Linked DNA regions of Sus scrofa: region 2 is linked to region 1. Evidence: chromatin contacts called from public HiChIP or PLAC-seq data. All regions are on one chromosome and are shown on one strand. Each heading gives the region's core, a stretch centred on a gene start, on an enhancer-like site or on the middle of the called end of the contact. The rest is flanking DNA. Distances are from core to core; before and after follow the strand shown. Region 1 has its middle 13 kb from the start of TRNAF-GAA. Region 2 holds the start of GPR180 (integral membrane protein GPR180).

The links. HiChIP or PLAC-seq counts read pairs in DNA pulled down with a chosen protein or histone mark.
Region 2: a contact with region 1 is called in an H3K27ac HiChIP or PLAC-seq map of alveolar macrophages. The contact joins the promoter of GPR180 here to the enhancer-like site in region 1. A contact is called at or near these places in 1 of 5 promoter capture datasets (liver), 12 of 47 Hi-C or Micro-C datasets (alveolar macrophages, blood, embryonic fibroblasts and 5 more) and 2 of 2 datasets of contacts at active chromatin or transcription factors (alveolar macrophages and skeletal muscle).

The regions. Positions count from the first base shown.
Region 1 is chr11:63,661,523-63,667,653 of Sscrofa11.1, reverse strand. No RefSeq gene overlaps it. Among named protein-coding and RNA genes, the nearest start is that of TRNAF-GAA, 13 kb to the left of the region's middle. Within about 2 kb of position 3,698, at least 1 of the 83 cell types and tissues checked has an H3K27ac peak or open chromatin away from gene starts, as enhancers often do. A contact at or near this core is called in alveolar macrophages, where this site is marked.
Region 2 is chr11:63,716,563-63,722,693 of Sscrofa11.1, reverse strand. It overlaps GPR180 (integral membrane protein GPR180), which reads right to left and starts at 2,644. Exons shown (of 12, transcript XM_021065784.1): 1 at 2,393-2,644. The coding sequence starts at 2,537. It overlaps TGDS (dTDP-D-glucose 4,6-dehydratase), which reads left to right and starts at 6,080. Exons shown (of 12, transcript XM_003131048.5): 1 at 6,080-6,131.

The DNA.
Region 1 (6,131 bases), core at 2,449-4,948:
GATAATGATGCCGGAAAGATGGTACCAGAATCCGGGTTCTTGTTCACGGCAGTCGAAGAATGAACTCTGCGAACACACAGGCAGCAAGCAAGCCAAGTCTTTACTACAGGAAAGCAGAGAGCTCCTAGGACAGCTGGGAGGGGGGAGAAGAGCCCCCTCTCTCCATTGTCCTATAGGGGTTTTTATCCCTTAAAGATGTGGGGGGTACCAGTGTGGGGTCCAGAGAGATGTGGTTTTCTCCCACTGGCCTTGCCCAGTTCCCTGTATCAGTCCTTGTCCATGAGGGCTTTTAGGGTTGGAAATGTCCCCACAGTTTTATGGGTTTTTTGTCCTTTCCTTAGTTTAAATCACCACTCCTCTCTTTCCTTTTTTATCAGTTGAGGAGTGGGCTAGAGATTCACATGTCCTACAGTAAACCAAGTCTGTGGGGAATATGCATGTCCTTGAATAAAACAAGGCCTGTGGAGATGTTTCTCCCTGGAGCCCTTAAGCCACAGAGGTTAATCAATATCCATATCAAAAGAATGTATTGGAGCCCATGCTCCCCCCCCCCCCCCGTTTTTTTTGTCTTTTTGCCATTTCTTGGGCTGTTCCCACGGCATATGGAGGGTCCCAGGCTAGGGCTGAATCAGAACTGTAGCCACTGGCCTATGCCAGAGCCACAGCAATGAGGGATCTGAGCAGCATCTGTGACCTACACCACAGCTCCTGGCAACGCTGGATCCTTAACCCACTGAGCAAGGCCAGGGATCAAACCCGCAACCTCATGGTTCCCAGTCAGATTCGCTAACCACTGAGCCACGATGGGAACTCCAGGAGCCCATGTTCCTATACGAACTACATGAGTTAGTATTCTGTCTCAATAATATTTCTAGATAATGCCTCTTTGAGATGCCTGCTGAAAGGCTGAATTGACTTCAGTTTGCCATAGAGCCTCTGTGGGGGTGGCGGAAGGTATTTGCCATCAAAGAGGGCAACCTGAGCCGGGCTGTGCCACTTAGAAATGTATTATTAGTGCTTATTTGCCGTGCAATAATCATAATAATAGTTTCTCCCACATGGAAATGGATGGCCGTGGATCATTAAATTGCTAAGATATGCAAGCAAAACAAAGTCTGGGAGTTCCTGCCTGGCACAGCAGGTTAAGAATCCGACTGCAGAGGCTCTGGTCGCTGAAAGGTGCATGTTCGATATATGACCTGGTACAGTTGGGTAAGAGGATCCAGCATTGTGTGTCTGTCCAAACTTCTCCTTTTTATAAGGACACCAATCGTATTGGGTTGGTGCCCACTCCAGTGACCTCTTTTTACATCTGCAACAACCCTATTTCCAAACAGGATCACATGCTGAGATACTGGGGGTTAGGACTTCAGCGTACATATTTGGGAGGAGTAAAATTCCATCCATCACGAAGCCCTGCTGGGGTTCTCCAAAGACAACCACTGAGGATGAACCAGGAGGAGAGTCCATTATTCCTTGGGGGAGAAAACAACTGGCTCTGTCCAGGAGCTTCAAATGGAACACAGTCTTCCTTTTTTCATCAAGGATGAGAGAACAGAGCAGTTCCGTGATGCTGGCTCAGTGGGTGCTCTCCCACCTCAGTGCCCAGGACTGTGAGCCCAGGTGGCTGAAGGGCCCCAAGGCCACTGGCACGTGGCTCCAGCGAGGGCCTGAGCGGCTGACTGTGGTGAAGGTCAAAGGCTGGCCCTGGTCCAGGATTCCCTGCAGCCCCACACCCTTCTCGTCTTGAGCAGACCCAAGGCCATGCATGCAGTGTCTCTCTGCATCCTGGCATGCTTCGTGCAGCGATGCTTCTAATTATGGAGCCATTCGGAAGGTGCTATAGCCCGCTGAACTTCCTGTGCCCAGGATGAGCTTTGCTGGATTGACTACAGTTTCTGAGAGAAGTGAGCAACTGACAGTTCTTGGTTACAGCTTCCACCCTTCTGTAGCCAGTCCCAGCTGGTTTTGTGTCTTGCAGCTGAAGGTTTTTCCTGGATAGAACAGTCTAGATCATCTTGTCCAGGTATAAAGGAGGAGTTGTCAGTTCATTTTACTGAATTTAAATCTGCAGGTGGGTTGTACCCCTGTTTTTTTCTTCTCCCTCCCCTTCTTCCAGAATGTTTCCAGCTTTTGTATATACACATTGGTACACATGACAGTTGGGTCCATGAATGGTTATCGTTGACACATCACTTTGTTTTGGGCTTGAGGGAAATGAAAAATGATGGAAAAAGTGAAGTTTTTAGAACATTTTCTGAAAAGTAAAATAATTTGGGTTTTTTTCTTTTTGGTCTTTTTGCCATTTCTAGGGCCATTTCCCGTGGCATATGGAGGTTCCCAGGCTACAGGTCAAAGTGGAGCTGTAGCCACTGGCAAGATCCGAGCCGTGTCTGCAACCTACGCAACAGGTCACAGCAACGCTGGCTCCTTAACCCACTGAGCAAGGCCAGGGATCGAACCCGCAACCTCATGGTTCCTAGTTGGATTCATTAACCACTGAGCCACAATGGGAATTCCAATTTGGGGTCATTTTTGCCCAGCCGAAGGAGCAGGAAAATTTATGAAATAGGAGGGAGCAGGCTGTTGTGCGTGTTTGCAACCAAGCGTAGGGGGTTCAACGAGGGATGTAATAAATACAGAAGAAGGAGCTGATCCCTGCCTGCCATCCCGCATGAGGCTGTGGGACCAGAGCCAAGGTGTGTGTGAGCTTGCAGTGGGGCCTGCTTAGAAATGGCCTAGTTGTAATATCTCAACTAGGGGCTTGGCCAGGGCTTATGACAATGGAACTGTTTAACGAAAGAACTGTGGTTTTGCTTCCCCAATGATTGGGTCAACCCCTGTGGAAGCTTCGATGTATTCACTTTGAAGTCAGAAAGCTAAGATTCCCCCACCCCGGCTCCGTGGTGGTAGTGGTGGCGGCTGCATTTGGGGACAAATAGAGATTATGGAAACATCTCCTCTCAGCTCCCTCCAGGGCACAGAAAGTGTGTCCTAACACTCGACCTCCACACACCCATTGCTGTGTGACAGGTTGGCTCACTGCAGCTCAGCAGAATCAGGAACTCTGTTCAGAAGGTCTGACTTTGAGTTCCAGCTCTTCAGATAACTGCATGGCTCTGTCCCCTTTGCTGAGGTGTCTGATTACTTTGGGCTTATTTCTAACAGGTTAAACAATGCCTACCACCCAGGATTGCTGTGAGCTGCAGATACAGCCATTCATGTTCAAAGGAAGTCATGTGTGCCAACCCACCTGTGGGCTAGGATGTGTTGGTGATGGTTGGTACTATGTGTTATGATGCTTTTATTATTTAGCACTGAATTTACAATGACTCCATCAAAGAATAAGAGCAACGGATAAGCAAAATGTCGTATATCCATGCCATGGAATATTATTCAGCCATAAAAAGAAATGAAGTCCTGGTATAGGCTATAGCGCGGATGAGCCTTGAAAACATTATGCTAAGTGAATGCAATCAGTCACAAAAAGATCACATATTCTGTGATTCAGTTCATATGACACATCCAAAACAAGCACATCTGCGGAGATAGAAGGTGATTAGTGGTTGCTTAGAGCTGGGAGGAATGGAGGGATTGGCGAGTGACAGCCAGTGGATCTAGGGATTTTGTGTGGTGCGGGAACTGTTCTAAAGCTGATCGTGGTGAAGGTTGTGAAACTCTTGAATATGCTGAAAGACATGGAAGTGGACACTTTACATGAGTTCATTGAGTGGTATGCAAATTACTTCTCCATAAAGCTGAAAAACAAAGAGCAGCAACTGGAATTACGCAAGGGTTCTGAACAGGAAACAGCATCCTTCTCTTTTTTGTACTTGCAAAAGGTATCTGGGTTCCTCTGGTGACAACAGCAGCAGTTCATCTTAATGAGCAGTTGTGTGAAGAGCCAGGTTCTGTTTCATCCTCACCACACACGTTTTTGTCCTCAGTTTAGAGATAGGTAACAAAAGCTCAGGGAGGTTCAACAGCTTGCCCCAGATCACACAGCCAGTGAGTCGCCATGCTGGGGTTTGAAAGCGGGCACATGGACTCCACAGCCTCCAGCCTACCCATCACCGCCTCCTATCCTCATTGAGAGCATATGTTGAAAGGTTTGGGACTCAATTTTGTCTCTATGAGCTTTCCACTACATTTTGATGGCTATGACTTGTCCTATTTAAATATTTACTGGAATTTCCATTGTGGCTTGATAGGTTAAGAACCCAACTAGTGTCCCCAAGAACTCAGGTTCCATCCGTGGCCTCGGTCAGTGGATTAGGATCCAGTGGGAGCTGTGGTGTAGGTCTTAGATGTGACTCAGATCTGACGTTGCTGTGGCTGTGGTGTAGGCTGGCAGCTGCAGCCCCGATTTGACCCCTAGCCTGGCAACTTCCATCGGCCAGAGGCGTGGCCTTAAAAAGGGAAAAAAAAAAAAAAAATCTGCTTACCATGAGAACTGCCCTCAGGGGAAAAAAAGCAGGGTCTACCTTTGGCAGGGGGGAAAATTATTCTAGAAAAGCATAAGCTGAATACCAGCAGCTCCATCTAACTTTCCTGCCGGTCGTATGTTTGATCTCGAGATTATGCCGGGAAGGTGTGCGTTTCTTGGCCTTTTCTCCCACCTCCGTGGAGAGCCAGCGCTTTGGATGTTATTCAAAGCCCTTACGAATCTATCTGTTTTTAGAGAGAGAAAAAAACAAACGAGGGAGGTTAGGTTGACTAGCTGGGGAATTGTTTAACGTTTTTGTAAGGTTTGGGGGCCCGAGATGGCCTGGGGATCTGACTTGTGCACCCCGAAGGCTCTCCTCAGGAATCTGAGTTCCCCGTGTGCTCCAGGAGCTTCCCTTGTGAGGCGGACCGGGACCAGGGGCCCTTTCCCAGCGCCGTGGCAGGCCTCCCCACCCAAAGAGATTAATTTTGTCATTACCCTTTGTCAACGTCTGTCTTTGACCAGAAAAAAGAGGTTAATTGTGTGCCATTTCTCGGGAGAATGAGGTATCAGCATTTTAATTCCTGATAGTTTATGAATCGTGGGCAGCTAATTAAAACTTAAAGATTAGAGGCGCTATTTTGGCTAAGAGGCCTTTTGCAGGATTGTGAAACGGAGAGAACAAAGGGTTGTCTTTTCTTTTTATTCCGAGGGCTTAAATGAAACCTCAGGCTGCAATAGAGCCTTGAATTGTTTTACATACTGAGTGTTCATTGTATTGATTCTAATTTTAATTTTGCAGCCAGTCCTGCGGTATCTGAAAGCTGTTGAGGGGTTAATGCTGAGATTATTGGGGATGTTAAACGGCAAGATTTGTGTTTGGAGGCCCCGTTTGACCCTTCTTGACTTCTGAGAGGCATCTTAAAGTCAGATAGGAACCACTTACAGATTCTATTAGATGTTCTTAATTGCCGTCTTAGAACTCAGTTGGAATTTAGATCTTCTCTTCTGTTCGCCCTCACAGTTAACTGTTTGAGTTGTTCCATGGATCTGCCACAAGCAGTGAATTTTCCTTGGGTCCTTCACTGTTTGGCTTTCAGGCCATTGCACTTGTTTGGGCACCACGGGCATCACCAAGAGCCCACATCGTTGGGAAGGAAACCACTAGTCCCTGCCCCACTGTGTACACATCAGGAAAGGCACATCTCCAGCTGATGCCGTTTCCATAGACACGTAGCTTGGCAAGTCAAGTGTGGGTGGATTTCAGCCCCTACCCACCTCCTGATGACGTTCCCTTGAGCAAGACAGAACCCACACAGCAGATTCCCGGGGTCATGATTCAAACAACTCTTTCCATTGTAAATTTCTTAGCCATGTGTCTCAATATGCCTCTTGATGTAAAGTGATTTCTTCTCTCTGAGATGGGATTATGTTAGATGAGATTCCCCCCGCCCCCAGCTTGATAGGGCCGCATCCTTGGCACATGAAAGTTCCCAGGCTAGGGGTTGAATCAGAGCTATAGCTGCTGGTCTAGACCACAGCCACCTGCAACATAGGATCTGAGCCGCGTCTGCAACCCTCTCCGCAGCTCAGAGCAACGCTGGATCCCCCACCCCCTGCGTGAGGCCTGGCATTGAACCCGCATCCTCAGGTTCATTTCCACTGCACCACAACAGGAACTCCCCGTTCGATGAGATTGAACAAG
Region 2 (6,131 bases), core at 1,395-3,894, 56 kb before region 1:
GCCTCGTTTTACAACCATGCGGCATCTTTAACATTTGTTTACAAACTATAGAAATCTCCTGACAAAGTTTCTTTTGTTTTTAATATAACATGGCTGTTAATATTTATTCTTTTACTATAAAAATAAACATAGCTCATAAGAAAGTTTAATAAATGAGTCTGAAGGGAGACCTTTTATACCCGATATAAAGTTTGACATCTGTGACTTTTACAAAAGAATTTTCAGAACACTGTATGTTGTAAGACAAGTCTAGAGGGAGCCTTGTTGCACACAGCAAGTGCATTTAAGGACTAGAACAGAAATGGCAAAAAGTAGCTGTCTCTAGGGAAAGGGACTCTGGGTGAGCAGGGGACTGTTTTTTCCAGCTAAAGAGTGTTTATCCTCCTATTATTGTTGTTTTTATTTTACTATTATCACTTTGGATTAAACATTTTAAACAAATTCGGAGTTCCCGCCGTGGCACAGTGGTTAACGAATCTGACTAGGAACCATGAGGTTGCGGGTTCGATCCCTGGCCTTGCTCAGTGGGTTAAGGATCCGGCATTGCCGTAGGTCACAGACCCGGCTCGGATCCCACGTTGCTGCGGCTCTGGTGGTGGAGGCCAGTGTCTACAGCTCCAATTAGACCCCTAGCCTGGGAACCTCCACATGCTGCAGGAGCGGCCCTAGGAAAGGCAAAAAGACAAAACAACAACAAAAACCATTTTAAATAAATTTAAATGTATAGTATGCATCACAAAATGTCTAAGTCTCCTATATAAACTGATTATATTATAAATTAGCAACAGCTTTAAAAGGGACTCCAAGGCCCTAATAACATCTAAAAATCACATTCTGATTTAGAGCTCATTATTTCAGTACGGTATATAGTTTAGCACTGAATTCTAATTCATTGAAAATTGGTATCAGGAAAATATACACACAGAGAAAAGTGTGTATGTTAATATACTTGAACACGGTATTCCTCAACCTTTCCTGAGAAATCTGGATTTACTACATGGTTCTCCTTTGTGTTTGTCATTTAATTATTATGAAATATCGGTGTTGTCTAAGCCTGACTGCAAGTCATGAGAAACAAGTCAAGTGACAGCTTCCATACATGCCAAACTTTCTAGGGCTGTCCAGATTGTGCCATTCATTGTGGTGACATTACTATCCCTGTCAATGGTCATAATTACAGCCAGTTGATTCGGAAACTGAAAATATTACCAAAAAAAATAAAAAATTGAACTCTTTCTAGAGTTTCTTCTTCATTCACCCAAGGTCTATTTCACATTGGATTTTGGAAAATGGGTTATATCTCCTTTTCTCAGTTATTTTTAAAACTTCAGATTAAAAATAATAAATTCAGTTTCTTCTACCTTCATACCAACAATTCTGTAATTCAAGACTTTCAATTTCTTTCCCAACCATTTAGCTTCTCACTTTTATTATACTCTCCTAAGGATCCTCTCTAGGATAATACTCTGATCTTGCATCTTCTAATGCTAAAGACCCTATGGGATCTTTATAGGATCCTAAAACCTCACCAAGGCAAATAATTATTTTGAAATACAGTAGTAGTCAAATTAAAAGTACCAAGAATATGTACCAAGAACAACACTCCAATCTCGAGGGTGCAAATAAATAAAGTGGAGAATGAATGCAGATTCTTTCATTTAACAATTATGGATTTTTGCGGGAGACCTAGAAGGGAAGAATCAAATGCAATCTAATTTCAGAAGGACCACCGTGGATACAAACGATGAAGCTTCCAGGGCACACTTGCATGCATTTCTGTCAAATTAGTTCTAGGCCTCGTGGTCCATGGTAAAGCTACTCCTTTAGTAGGGACATAACCAAACGGTTCTGGCACTTGTGACGAGATACCAAATTTTTATTTGGTTTCCAAAACCTCTCTGCTGCAAGTAGGTTTTAGCAAATTTATCTTAAAAACAACAAAACCTAGCAAATCTAAGTTCTGGGACTTCAAGTCACACGTAATTACGGTGCCTTAGCGTATACAATGAGGCTGAGACAGGAGTGAGCAAATGATGCTTGGAGGGAAAGATCTGGAAACATGCAGCAGGGGAGTCATCTGCACATTCGTTAGTACGGAGGGGATTGGGGGAAAGGGTCTTTTAGGCGCAGAATACAGCCACTAATGGGGGGAGGGTACTGACAAGGATCTGGGGAACAGCAACAGAGGGCTTGGCAATAAATGCACGCCACGCTTGCGAGGAGCTACGGTGGGGGTGGCTGCAGGTAATGCGGGAGCGGGAAGCACGGGTGAGTTGGGTGAAGTCTCCGGCCTCATCGCTGCCGGCTCCAGGCTCCCCACGCGAGGCGGGAAGGGAGGGGCCCGCGGGGTGGGCCCACACGCCTTTACCCCTCTCCTCGCCCCCGCACCTACCGTGGAACTCGAAGTGGCCGATGCTCTGGCCCTGAGCGTCTCGGGCCGCGGCGCTGCTGAAGCTGCCCCGCAGGGTCTTACCCTGGCTGCCCTGCGGCCACCAGCAGCAGGTGAGAGCCACCGCCAGCAGCCGCAGCCCCCCCATCCCCTCCTCCCGCTCGGCAGGCACACCCAGACCCCTGACAGCCTGCGGCCGCAGCCCCACGTCGACAGCTCCCGGGTGGGGGGCGAAGAGAGCAGGACCGGCGCCGCGGGCCCGTCCCTGGAGACTGCCAGCCAATCAGAAGGACCTCTCCGCCACGAGCCAAAGATATTCGCCAATCAGATGCTGAAGTGGGCGGGGCGTGCAGAAACGGGCGTCCCATCACTCCCCAGCCTCTAGGCTAGTTCCCGCCTTTTTTATGGAGAAACCGGGAGGATGTTGCTTCATGTTACGGAAAAATGATTGCCCTCCTCCTCGCCCGGCGCTTGGTGCCACTGCACATGCGCAGGCGCGCTGGCCGGGGCTAAAAGATCTTTCAAGGATGTGCGGGATTCGGAAAAAGAAAAAAAAAAAAAAAACTAAAAAAGACATACAACAGCACCATTTCTGGTGGAGAGGAATACTCCAGAAAAGCGCATATGTAACTCACTGGACGTTTCCACTTTAATGTCTCCAAGACACTTAACTCTACCTGTCTACAATTTAACGCGTGGTCTCTCGGCACCAACCGATTTTCCCTTCTAGGTTTCCTGTCTTCTTGCGTTATGCCATCATCCAGCAGAGGAGACAGCTGAGAATTGGTGGGACACACCCCAGACCCTACCCCTTACATCCCTACATCTATCCAATTCCGTGAAACAGCTTATTGGCGCCTCTTCTGGATAGTTAGGTTAAGAAGTGGCGGCCACAATCCCATCCAGGCCACCAGCTTACCATCATTTACTTGGCCTATGGCAACTGATCTGACAACAGTAATTTTCTCCAAGTGGTTACACACAGTCCATCTATACCCTAGAGCCACAGAAAGCTTTGGAAAATGCAGTGTGACTGCATCACTTTCCTTCAAAGGCTCTCAGTTGCCTCAGGACACAACCCTAACTCTTTAGAACAGGACTTTCAAGTCTCTCAAATTTCCATCTGTTTTTAATGTCTATCCTTACTGAGCCACTGTCAGTTCGCTAAACACACTGCAAGTTCTTCCCCCTGGACTTGTAGCACTTGCCTATCCCTATGGCTAGAACACTTAACATTATCTACCATTCAACCCCCACATCATCTCACTTTCCTAATTTACTCTTCTTTCCCAAGGCTTAAGGTTAAGAAGCCTTTCTCAAACCCTCAAATCTGTGTTAGAATCAGATTCTCTTACTGCCCTACCAGGGCACTTACCATACTGTCTTGCAAGTGTGTATCTGTATCCCTTACCATATTGTAAGCTCCAGCTCATCACAGCTTAGACGACTATGCCTGTCTTGATGAAAGTAGAAACTCAAAATCATTTCATGAATAGATGTTTATGAATTAATTTTCACTTGAACACAAGCTTTTGTTACATATAGGCAAGGTCTCACAACAGACCTCAAAATTTAGAAAAAGAAATCTTTAGGGAACACTTCATGTGCCCGGCATTTTCAATATCTCTGGCTGACCAGGAATAAACTGGATGTATTAATATTATTTAAAAATAATTTTTAAAATAGCACTTTTCAAATTATAAAAGTAATTCTTACAGTTTAGGAAAAAAATGTATGAAGTAAAAATGGAAGTCCTTGTTTCCTCCTTTCCCTGCTCATACTGATACCCAAAGTTATTCCTTGTTAATAGTTTAGGATGGATACTTTGCATCATGCATTTACAAATATATGGTATCTCACCAAGGTCAGGAATAAAATTGGCCCTGAAAAAAAAAAAATCAGAACTTGGGCCTTGAGTACTTGAGGCTTCTTCTCTTTCTTGTCTTCATAATCAACGTTGTTTTTTGTCTCACTGAAGACAGGTTTCTTGATTCCTCACCTCATTTGAATGAGTACGGCTACAAACAAGTCCCAAATTTATAGGTCCTTGGAGTTCAAGAAGAGCAACCAGACTATACTAAATCCTTAGTGCAATTCCAAATCTCAGGAGGAGGATTCAGTAGACCTACTGTGTGTCAGATGCACATCCTGTGGTCTGCCTGATTGGGTCAACTTGTGGAGATCATAAAGGGTAGGGAAGTCTGATCAGATAAAACTGCAAGTATCCACTACAATATATTTTGGTCCTCATTCCACTTTGGTACATTCTTTTCAAAGGCTATAAATTAGTCCATTCTATTTTAAAAAGTGAGATCATACTAGTGGACTTTTTTTTTTTTTTTTTTTTTTTGTCTTTTTGCTATTTCTTTGGGCTGCTTCCATGGCATGTGGAGGTTCCCAGGCTAGGGGTCGAATCGGAGCTGTAGCCACCGGCCTACGCCACAGCCACAGCAACTCGGGATCCGAGCCGCGTCTGCAACCTACACCACAGCTCACAGCAACGCCGGATCGTTAACCCACTGAGCAGGGGCAGGGACCGAACCCACAACCTCATGGTTCCTAGTCGGATTCGTTAACCACTGCGCCACGACGGGAACTCCGACATTTAAATTGTATACAGTTTTTCATCATTAGAAGCAATATAACAATGAACATACGTTTTTCTGCAATTATCTATATTATGCCTCATGGAGTATCATAAACTGTAGGGACATTTGAACTTTTTGTTCATGTAACCATTTGGCCTCCCAAAATGGTTGTTAACAAATGACACTTTCACATATACTGGATAGTCCCCTTCTTCTTGGGCTTTGCCAACACACCATGTGGAAAACAAAAACCCGAGATATTTATTCATCTGAATAAACAATACTTACTGCTGGTTTATTCTCCACCGGGCCTGGTCCTGGAGTCTTGATAGTAGAAGGAAGCAAAACAAAGCTCCTACCCTCATGAAGCAGTAACAATGAGCAATTCAACATAGATGTTGAAGACAGCTAAATAAAGAACAGTAAAATGGCTGGGCGGGGCTCGGGTACAGCTTGCTGTTTTAACTGGAGTGGTCAAGAAGGGGCTATCCACTGGGGTGGCATTCAAGCTGCGACCTTAAGGGTAAAAACTAGGCAGGCATCTGGGGAAAGGATATCCAAGCCCAAGAGAAGCCTGGGAAAATCACAGAAAAGCAACGAGGGCATGGAGGTGGGGGCAGAGTGAGCAAGAGGAACAATAGTAGGAAAAGATCTAAGAGTAGGATCTAGGGAACATCTTTACCATGATGTAGTGCAGGCAGCCTGCACTGTCTGTAATAATATCAACGACAACGTAAAAGGCCATTTTGCAATTTCAACCTTCCGTCTTCAACTTTGCAAGAAGAGAACTACCTGGAGTTCTCTGTTCAACCAAAGAGTAATCTGTGGGGATCGCTGTAGTTCAAGAATGAAAAAAGGTAATCATTCCTAAACCTGACCATCTGTGTAACTAAGTAAAGCCTAATCCACGCTGGTGACACTTGCCCTGAAACGTTTTATTCCCAGCCATCCGAGTTAGTCCTATTTCGCCAGGTGTTGGCAGAGAAGAGCTGCACCTGCGCAGTGGCGCCGCGCAGCCCGCGCACTCGAGAGCCCCGCCCAGCCCTCCAGTGGGCGGGGACACGCTCCGGAAGTGGCTGCTGCCTGACCTATTAATGAGTGGGAGGAGCGAGGCGCGTCGCAAAAAGTCGCAGTGGAACTTTCCTACGATCTAC